Linked DNA regions of Mus musculus: region 1 is linked to region 2. A link is a contact called in public Hi-C data. All regions are on one chromosome and are shown on one strand. The core of a region is the stretch at or near the end of the contact, and the rest is flanking DNA. Distances in the headings are between cores, read along the strand shown.

Region 1 (5,117 bases), core at 78-2,577, 110 kb before region 2:
TTGTTGTTAGCTGAGGATTTGAAATCCTCACTAAATAAAGCTGCCTGTGTTCCGTAAGAGACACTATGGGAGGTTTCCTTCAAACTGATCTTGTGTTGACCTCTAGGATAAGCCAAGGTGGACAGTGTCTTGAACTTAAGGCTCTATGTTTTCTCTGAGCTTAGTTCTTACAAGTCCAATTCACTCTGGCTAAGAATACATTGTTCGTTACAGGAAAGCACCATTAAAAATATACTCCAATTTAGAGTTGGCTTCTTTTTTTTTTATTTTTAAATATATCTGCATTGGCAATCAGCTGAGCATATGAGGAGGAGTGGTCAGAGTTCACCCTCAGATGCCTTTTGTTATTGGTCTCCACCTTAGTTTTTGAGCTACACTTGGTTTTTGAGCTTACATCTGGGCCACACTGTCTGGTCACTGAGCATCCAGGATGCATCTGTCTCTGTCCATCCTCTGTGGACAAGTGGGTTTATAGGTGCATACTACCTCACCAACTTTCATGTGGGTGCTAAGGTTCCAAACTCAGATAGGTCCTCAAGACTACACAGCAGGCTTTCTTTACTCAGTGAGCTTTCTCTTCTTCCCCCAGAACTGGCTTCTTTCAAAGTCCCCAGTTACATAAACTTATTTCCTGTTCTCTCAACCCAATTTCCTCCTAAGTTTTTTTTTTTTTCTCCAAATAGAAGACATGATTTTGAGATAGGGTAATTAAGTTTGCCCATAGACATCAAGATAATGCCTTTTATACATTCTGGTTACACAGTGAATCCGAGCTTTCTACTTCAACATCTGTTCTTTGTTTTCAGTTCAACTGCCGTGTTCCTTTAGGAATGGTTCTATCAGCCCTGCTCTGCAACTAATCTGGCGGGCACTGGGACATCAGGATACAAGAAAGGAGAAAAGTAGCACTGAAATCGCAAGCTGAATCTCCCAAGTGGGTGGGGTAACTGGCAGATAGCTAATGGAAAGGAAGCGTCGAAAGGGAACAAAATTGAAAGGAAACTTTGATAGTCACCTCAGATTTACTAGTTTCCCACAGAGAGGGCCTTCTGATTGGTTCCAAGAAAGTTAATATGTGTCATCCTGGAGACTGATGGAGAATATGCTTGGAAGAATGGAAACTAAAAGAGACTTGAACCCTGTGGGTAGTACTTAATGGCAGTCACAATGCTGCCCATCGAAGGCAATACATATCTGAAAAAACAATGGAAGTGACATTAAGTGCCTCCCTGCCTCCTTACAAAAGAAGGCCAAGCTCTTCAAGGAAGTTTATCTTGAAACCTTTTGCCTCGATCCGAATGAACAAGGAAGAATTATGAGTCAGAAACGGAAGGAAATGAGTCACAGGTTGGTGTGCTTGCCTGTTTGAACTCTGGCTTCACATCCAGCCAACCTGACTTAGAGTTTGTTTGAAACTGAGAAGCAAAGACAGTGAACATATGGCAACATTAAGATTGCTGTTTTCCCACATGCAATGCATTTCTGAATCCTATAGCTTTTGATTCAATCTAACAACGATCCTCACTCTCAGAACTCATGAAGTTCTAATGGGCTTCTGGATTTTTCTGATAAACATGTCTGTATTAAGCATGAAATTTACTAGACTGACAGGAACCATCTAACCCCAATGAGATAATTTATGATTTTCTCCCTAAGGAGCACATAAATCAATATGTTCAGAAGAAGCCAAATTAGCCATTTAAATTAGTAATCACAGTAACTATGCAACAGGCGACATCACAAAATGTGCTTCCTTAGGGTGTAGAAAATGTTTAATGATTTTAGTCAATAAAATATAAAATAGTCATTCAGAAAGAAGATAGTCTTAAATTCTCTTACATTCTGTTCTTCTATATTTATTTAAACAATAGAATTTGCGATGGATAAGCATCTGTTTCAAAGCAAAGGAAGACCTGGTTTATTTTCTGCTTCTGTAAAATAGAGCAGAAAGCCTGAGGTAGGGCAACTTATAAAGGGAATTTTTTTATTACAATGTTGGCAGCTTGGTAGGCCAAAACTGAGAGGCCATCTCTGGTAGACAGCTTGTTGGTAGGTATTCTTGGAATGGTCCTCAGAATAAAAGGAGGCCATACAGTGAGTACATATGAGAGATAAAGCCAAACTCCATCTTATCACAAAGCCACTCTTGAAATGATGAAATAACTTACCTGTCTATTAATCTGTGAATGGATGAACCCATTCATGAAGGCTCTGTCCTGGTGACCTAAACCTCTTATTAAGTCCCAATGAGGTTTTAATTTTAATGTGAGTTCTGATGGAGACATTCCTACCCTATCAACCATGGAGACAGTTAGGAAAACTCTCTTGGGGGTCTTACAAACTTACTTTATCATTCTATTCTTTTATCATCCTGTCTTTCATGGCTCTTTTCATCTGTTTTCAGGACAACAAAGTAAAAGGAGTATGCCAAATTTCTTAGTCCTCATTGCATTCTTTTAAAATTAGGCCTAATGGCAGATACCTGCAGTTCCAGTACTTCAGAGGCTGAAGCAGGAGCATCTCAAGTTTGACTCCAGCCTAGCTATATAGATAGATCTCATCACAAGAAAAAACTAATTGAATTAGTTGATTGATGATAAAACTAGTCACTATCAAGCTACTTTTATTAGCTGGTCAAACAGTCTCAGAAAATGTGTTTTGCTGCCTCTGTTCATTTCTTTCATTTGTTTCCATCCAAACTCGCTGATGTCTCTCTTGCTCCTCCCAGAGTAGCTTCCACATTTGTCCAGCTGAGTCCCAAAAACATAGCTGCATTGCCCAGTTATAAGCACAACACTGGTACTTAAAGCCAGCAGCAAAGAGTCAGGCTAATAAAAAAGAAAGAGAGAGAGAGAGAGAGAGAGAGAGAGAGAGAGGAAGGAAGGAAGGAAGGAAGGAAGGAAGGAAGGAAGGAAGGAAGGAAGAAAGAAAGAAAGAAAGAAAGAAAGAAAGAAAGAAAGAAAGAAAGAAAGAAAGAAAGAAAGAAAGAAAGAAAAAGTGCCAGAGGCAGCCGGGCATGGTGGCACACACCTTTAATCCCAGCACTTGGGAGGGAGAGGCAGGCGGATTTCTGAGTTCAAGGCCAGCCTGGTCTAAAAAGTGAGTGCCAGGACAGCCAGGGCTACACAGAGAAACCCTGTCTCAAAAAACCAAAAACAAAAAAAAAAGAAAAAAAGAAAAAAAAAGAAGTGCCAGAGGCTAGCATAGAATTTACTCTGCTACATTATCTGTTAGGAATGGCCAGAATGGAGCCACAACCAGCATCCCTACATAAATACACAGTTTCGTGGCAAGGAAGGGACCGACATACCTCATAACTAAAGCTTCTTCCAGCAGCTATAATTTAGAAGGCTTTTATATGTGCCAGCTACTATACTAAATACTTTGTAATATACGTTGACTTATTTGGTCTTCATTGAAAGTACATAAAGAAAGTATAATTGTCTCTAGGTTATGGAGAATGGGATAAAAATACAGTTGACCATAGACTGTCAATGTCACACAGTTAAGAAGTGAGGTTGCTAGCATTAAAGTCTAGCTCGGGGCCTGTCTTTAGCAGTGTGCTTAGGGTCCTGTTTAGATTATAAACGAAACTTCTTATTGATAAAGTATGTTTCTAGAAACAGGGTCAGCAAACCTTACAGGTAAAAGCACTGCCTTTCTCTCTGGTGTCTGTAGTCTATAGTCTTATTTTAGGAGGTGATTGTAGTTGGAAAGGAACAATGGGGACTTAAACCTGAGCCAGACGAAATGGATTGTTGTATAGCAGATGAATCAACAGCCATTGCTGTAGTACTCCATGGACCACACAGGTAATATTAGATATAGAAATTGGATAAATTCAGGGCAGCAGGAATCAGAGGATGCCTGACACAGAAATTAGCATGTGGTGGGTTCTGTCTCTGGATTGCTATAGCAACTGTTATCCTCACCAGATGACTTAGCAATTGACATAACATGTCTCCGTTTGTTCAAAATATTGCTCCTTCTCATCCTTAGGAAATAGTTAAGCCACCTAATATTTGAATCTGTTTCCTTAGGTGTGGGCTATTGTATTCAATTCATAGTGAACAATCAAACAAATTTTTAATGCACTTGTTGTTTGTGAATTGCATTATTTATAATGTTTTTAATGTAACACATACCATCATAAAACCGGGATGTATTCATGATAGAAATTGATTTCACTGTTCTTACACTTTGGCTCATACACACTGTTTTCTTTTGGCCTTTCAGAACTTCTTAAATAATGTCCTGATGCTTGGTACATAATAATACAAAGTATATGGGACAAGCATCCAGCCTCAAGTGCTCATTGTACCAAAGCTACATTTGAATTAGTGATTGCTACTTTCATTTTCTTCATTCCTAAACATATACATATTTCTAGAAGTGAAATTGCTTCTTATGAGGATGTGTGTTTTACATTTTACTACAAATTGCCAAGTTCTCTTAAAGGAAAACAATCCATAGCATTTATTTTCCTTTACCATAAAAAGAATGTTCCTTCCCTATATCCAAGTGCTTGTTTTTGTTTGATTTTTTTTTTAAATCAGCTTTGATCTGGCTTGCTTCTGTTGCTGTGATAAAATACTGTGACCAACAGCAACTGAGGGCAAGAAAGGATTTGTTGGGCTTATACTCCAGGTCATTGTTCTTCACTGATGGAAGTCAATGGCCATAAACACAAGCAGGAACTTGAAGGCAGCATTATTTCTAACTAGGAAGCCCACTGACTGTCAATGAAGTAAAACAAAACCAAGGAAGGAATTCTGCCTGGTAACTGGCACCATCTCCTGCCCAGCTAGCTTCCATATGCAGCCCAGGACCACCTGTGCAGGGATGGTACAGCTCACAGTGGGCTGGACCCTCTTACATAAATTAACAATCAAGAGAAACCCCTAAAGGCATGCCCACAAACCACCATTTTGTCTAGAAAATGTCTCTGTTATATGACTCTGAGCTGTGTAAAGCTGATAGTCAGAGCTAACAAGGGCAGAATCTTACGTTTTCTAGGGTAGCCTTGAACTCACTCTCTAACTGTGGATGCCCTTAAACTCCTGCCCCTCCTGCCCCACCTCTGAAGTATTGGTACAACAACTAAGAACCTTAAATCC
Region 2 (4,969 bases), core at 2,406-4,905:
CGTTGGCAAAACTTAGGACAAGCGGAATAAGTGATGGGGACTATGAAGAAGCCATTATCATGGTCAGGGATCAACACGAGCCTTGGTGGTAGTGTTGATGACATGTGAGAAGAACGCTTGGGACAACTAGATCCCACCAAAGGTCATTCTCCCTACACCTCCCAAGCTCCCCACCCCACACTAAATGCTGGCCAACAGCCCAGACCGAGCCACGGGGGGGGGGGGGGGGGGGAGGCGCGAAGAACTCATTACTCCAATGGATTCTATTCCCTTCAAGCTAGAATTTTAAATTGGAAAATATCACCAGACTTATCTAAGTATCAGACATTGCTATAGCAAGAAGAGGGAGTGTGGGAGGATCTACAATTTCGAGAATGCCTTCTCCACTTTCACACCCTGTACAAACAGGGGCAAGTTCTTTTATAATTGGATTTGGGAGAAGGGTCATTCAAAGGAATGCAGGCCTGATAGAGAAATGGCTTCACAATTCCGTCAGCAAGCTCTCTCTCATATTTAAAAATCACAAGCACAAGTGGTGGCACACGCCTGGAATTCCAGCACTTCCTAAGAAGAAAGAGCATCAGAACAGATAAGAAGCCAGCCCTGTGGTCTACACACCAAGGTCCAAGCTAATCACCATTACATAGTGAAACCATGTCACCCCAAAAGTTGAAAAGTTACAAACCCAGAAACCTCTGAACTGGCTAATATAAATCGATCTTACTCCATACCATTCCAAACATTATGACCTGAGTTTACAACAGAACAATTCACATTTCTGAAGGGACCTCCCTTTGGGTTTCTTTATCTGGGACGATGCCTCTCTGATGCTCTCTAGGAGACTTTAGAAGTTAGAGCGACTTTTTACAAGGACTTCAGAAATCAAAACCTACTTGCATTTTTTGTTTAAACTAAGGGATCCCCAAAGCCTCTCAACTTTCTCTCTAGCTGTCCCCATGTTATTATAAGGAAAAATAAAGCAACATTACAAAAAGTCCTTCTTCCTCTGTCAACTCTTTCAAACATTCAACTGTAAATTTCTATTGATAATATTTTTTTCAAAGTACAGAGGGTGGGGTGGGGTTTTCTTAAGCACAGAAGGCTTAGCATTGTTTTCTAAAATCAAGATTTCTAACCGAAGGCAAGATGAAGGCACAGATGATTCAGACATCATGACCAAGATGCAACAGGGCCTAACCAACCTGGGGTTCGTGTCACATATGATATGATGCCTGTAGTTCATATCACACATGATATGACGCCTGGAGTTTGTATCACACATGATATGACGCCTGCAGTTCATATCACACATGATATGAAGCCTAGAGTAGAATGAACCACTTTCTGAAAGTGTCTTCTGAGGGAGCCAACAAGAGATAGGATCTAGGAATGAGGAAGGAGTTGTCACTCTGGCTGTCAGAAGCAAGGGTTTACTAAGCTTGTGAGCAATAGAACCAGATCCCTTTTTGCTCGTGACAGCAGAGCAGGAGAGCTGAAATGCTGCTGAGCACAGACAAGGGTGGAGTTCCTTAAAGCACTTGTGTGTGTGTGTGTGTGTGTGTGTGTGTGTATGCTGGTTCATGGTCCTGGGGCGTCTCCATGACGATGAGAACGCCAAAGATTTTCTGTTTACTGAGCCAGTGATACTTACTGCGTTAGAAAACAAAACAGAAAAGAATAAACTTCAGGTATTTACTAATTCAGTTGTAAATAATAAAGGGGGCGGGGTGTGAGGGAAAGAGAAAGAACATTGGTGCCGTGAAGCATCATATTAGAGTTTGGCAATAGAATCTAGCCCAATAGAAGACAGCTGGATTTGTTGGGCTATTAATATTTCAAAACACTGGAACTCAAAAAAAAAAAAAAAACCTTCACTACAGCCTTAGAATGCAGATTAAAAGCATTAGCATCCTTATGAAAATGGGTTTGATCTTATGACCCGCTAATAAACCCTTTGGGATCCTTCCGGGCTTCCAGGCCACCAATGAACACCTGTCCTATCAGTTAGGAACAGTTTGCTATCCCACTAAACAAATGAACAAACCCAGATGGAGGTCAAGCAGCCACAGGTAAAGATGACCACCTGGTTTGGAGGTTGCAAGGGTGGCGGGAGATCATGGAGAGGAGGAGCTGGCTTTGCCAGAAGTGCTAGTAACACTATTTCCTGACAAGGGACAGCAAGGCGCGCCCGCACACACACACAGGAGGACAGGGACTGGAGGGAAAGCTGGAGAACCTTCCCAGATTCTGAAGGTCATTTGACACGAGAGGAGAAAAACAAAACTCCCACCTTGTGCTGTTTAGAACTCAGGGCCTTACCTCAAATCCTGCCCCTTCCTCAAGAAGTAAGCAGCTTTGGGCTCCATAGATACTTGGGAACCAGCCTTCATCCCACCTCCATTAGGCAAATGAGCTATCTTCCTGGGTACCTTGTTCCTTGGGAAACTTGAGCAAGCCAAGAGAGCTGCTCCGTTATTTACAGGGGCCTTTTTGCACCCTGCATTTACCTCAACAAACAAAAAATGGGCACGCTGGGAACCCTGCCGACATCCTCTGGGCTATCTGTCCGGGTGTCTCAGCAATGGACTACTCCAACTCAACCTTCTTTCTAAAGTCACCTGCTCTCTGTCGTGCATCCAGAGAGTGCCTTCAGGAGGTCACTTCTCTGAGAATTTGGGAAGTGTGCACAACCAGGGAAGTGGGACAGGCTACCAAACTAGTCACTGTCCCAGCAGAAAGCCAGCGCGAGAGAAACCTCAGGTATTGCTTCCACCCAGAGCTGGATATCCACTTCTGAGTGTAGCGGGTCTCCGGGCTTTCATCTTGATAGGAATTCCACCCCACGCCCCCACCCCCCCACATCTCAGTCCATTCTCCATCATCAATCAAAGGGTTCAGGAAGTGTAGAATGGATACGGTCACTACTCCTGTTAAAATTCGAGCGAATCAAAACCCAAAACTCTACTTTATGAAGAACTGCTACCTGGTATCCCTCCCGCCTCTCCAGCCACAAACCGGGGTTTCATTTCTCCTCTTCACAGTCGCTCACCCCTCCAACTGCTGCGCTCTACCAAAACACCTCGGGGAGCTCAAATGTCACTTCCTCAAAAAGGCCACCAAATCAAAAATTACCTCTCAGGCGGGTTTCTTGAGGCTTGGGAGTTCTCCTCGCTCTGGAAAGTTATTTTTATTTCACCATTCCATCACCGTCTCTTTCCCTAGGCATCCTTTCCTACCAGTGTTAAGCACCTGGTCCCCCGCGACATCCCCAGCGCCTGGCTCGGACCAAGCGATCAGAGAAAGAGACTGAAATGAATGAAGAGCGGTGCCCGGTGTCCGTGGGACTCGCAGGAACGGGGAGACCTGCACTGTCCGGAGCAGCCGGGCCACCCTCGCCTGTGACTCGGCGGTACCCAGAGCCAGGTTAGGCGCGTACCCCCTCCCCAGCCGCGTGTTCGGCCCTGGAGCCGCAGGTGTCACCTGGAGCGCGCACCGCCTCGACCAGCTCCATCACGATGCTCAGCCCTACTCACCATGGTCCCGGGTCCCTACAGCAGCGATTGCCCGGGATGCGAGGGCCAGAAGAGACTGTAGCAGCCCGGGCGGCTGACAGGTGAGGCGCTAGCCTCAGACCATGGCTACTTCCCACAATGCCCTTGAACTGAAAGTTTGCAGACTCCTCCCCGCACCGGGCTGCTCCTCCCCTCCGCTCCTCCCACACACCTTCCTCCTGGCTTCCTCAAATTGTGTCACTCCTTCTCTGCCTCTTCACAAGCCTCCCGCTCCAGCTCCCCCTTTTACCCTTTCTCACTCCCTCCTCCTCCCCCTGGTTCTTCCTTTGCTCTCCTGCGCCACGGGGACCCCGCAGTTCGCCACGCCCCTCATCACCGCTAGCCCCACCCAGGGCAGTGCTTACACCTGCGCGCGCACCTTCTGCGCTGACCGCGCCTGGTGCCCCAGCTTCCCTTTTGGTCTGGGGTCTGCGATCCTTCTTCTGCTGCCACGTTGTGTGCTTCATGAATGGGACTGGCGACCTTCCGCCAAAAGAAGATGCTTGCCTTTACACCTGAGAAAAGTGTAAAAAGCAGTCTGGCCCTACACCTCAGGGAGAGAGCAGTTCCCAGAGCTAGAAATACATGAAAAATGTTTTCACACACACTCCCTTGAGTTTTGTTTTGCTTTTTACCAAAATTGCAATTCAAGAACATTCATAGCCCTCTCCGCTTAAAGTTTTCTATTACATTAAGGTACTGAAACTCGGGGGGGGGGGGAGTGGTGTTTGTTTTTCTTCAGCTGTTTTTCTTCCCCTTGATTTTTAGGCCTAGACTGTTTTGTTATTTAAATTAAAATATAATTACATCATTTTCCCCTTTCTTCCCTTAAATTCCCCTCTTCCCCAGGTATACCCACCCACCCTGCCCCGGCGCAGTTTCATTTGAAATCGTGGCTTCTTTTTTCTTTAGGGGTGTGTGTGTGCGTGTGTGTGTGTGTGTGTGTGTGTGTGTGTGTGTGTGTGTTACTGCTCGGTCTTTTAGTGTTGCTCTTATGTGTATGGTTTCAGGACAGACCACTTGGTATTGGCTAAACAATTAGGGGAGTTTTAAGCCGGAATAAAGAATCTCCAGGTCTCCGAGTTCTAAGCAGAGTTTTAGCACAGATTGATTTGGGGAGAATGGGCTGGTTTCGCCATATACCCAAAGAGAGACAATGACTCTTAAAGGTTAACCTTTGTCTAAATGGCTCTTAGACCCATAAGTCGACGGAATTCCTCTCCAGGATCTAATCTGAACCATCTGCAGGATATAGACACCCCGTGCCCCCCCAGCCCCCATCTAGGAACAGGAAAGCAAAGAGAACTCCAGCTGGGCTCCCGAATTCCTGCCACTAATGCCTTTCCTTCATGCCAGGCCCTATGGGGGAGCCCTGGTGATGAATGAGGGGGCACTGATGTCACTGATGTCACTGGTGC

The links. Hi-C and Micro-C count contacts between places; a contact is called where the count stands out from the background.
Region 1: a contact with region 2 is called in a Hi-C map of the N1E-115 cell line, with 2.7 times the contacts expected there. The contact joins the enhancer-like site here to the promoter of Ap1s3 in region 2. A contact is called at or near these places in 2 of 484 Hi-C or Micro-C datasets (CD4 T cells and the N1E-115 cell line) and 5 of 115 datasets of contacts at active chromatin or transcription factors (CD8 T cells, bone marrow-derived macrophages, effector CD8 T cells and 2 more).

Annotation. Positions count from the first base shown.
Region 1 is chr1:79,560,069-79,565,185 of GRCm38.p6, forward strand. No RefSeq gene overlaps it. Among named protein-coding and RNA genes, the nearest start is that of Gm24160, 49 kb to the left of the region's middle. Within about 2 kb of position 1,328, at least 36 of the 459 cell types and tissues checked have an H3K27ac peak or open chromatin away from gene starts, as enhancers often do. A contact at or near this core is called in CD8 T cells, the N1E-115 cell line, bone marrow-derived macrophages and 2 more, where this site is marked.
Region 2 is chr1:79,668,317-79,673,285 of GRCm38.p6, forward strand. Ap1s3 (adaptor-related protein complex AP-1, sigma 3) reads right to left here and starts at 3,656. Exons shown (of 5, transcript NM_183027.2): 1 at 3,534-3,656. The coding sequence starts at 3,536.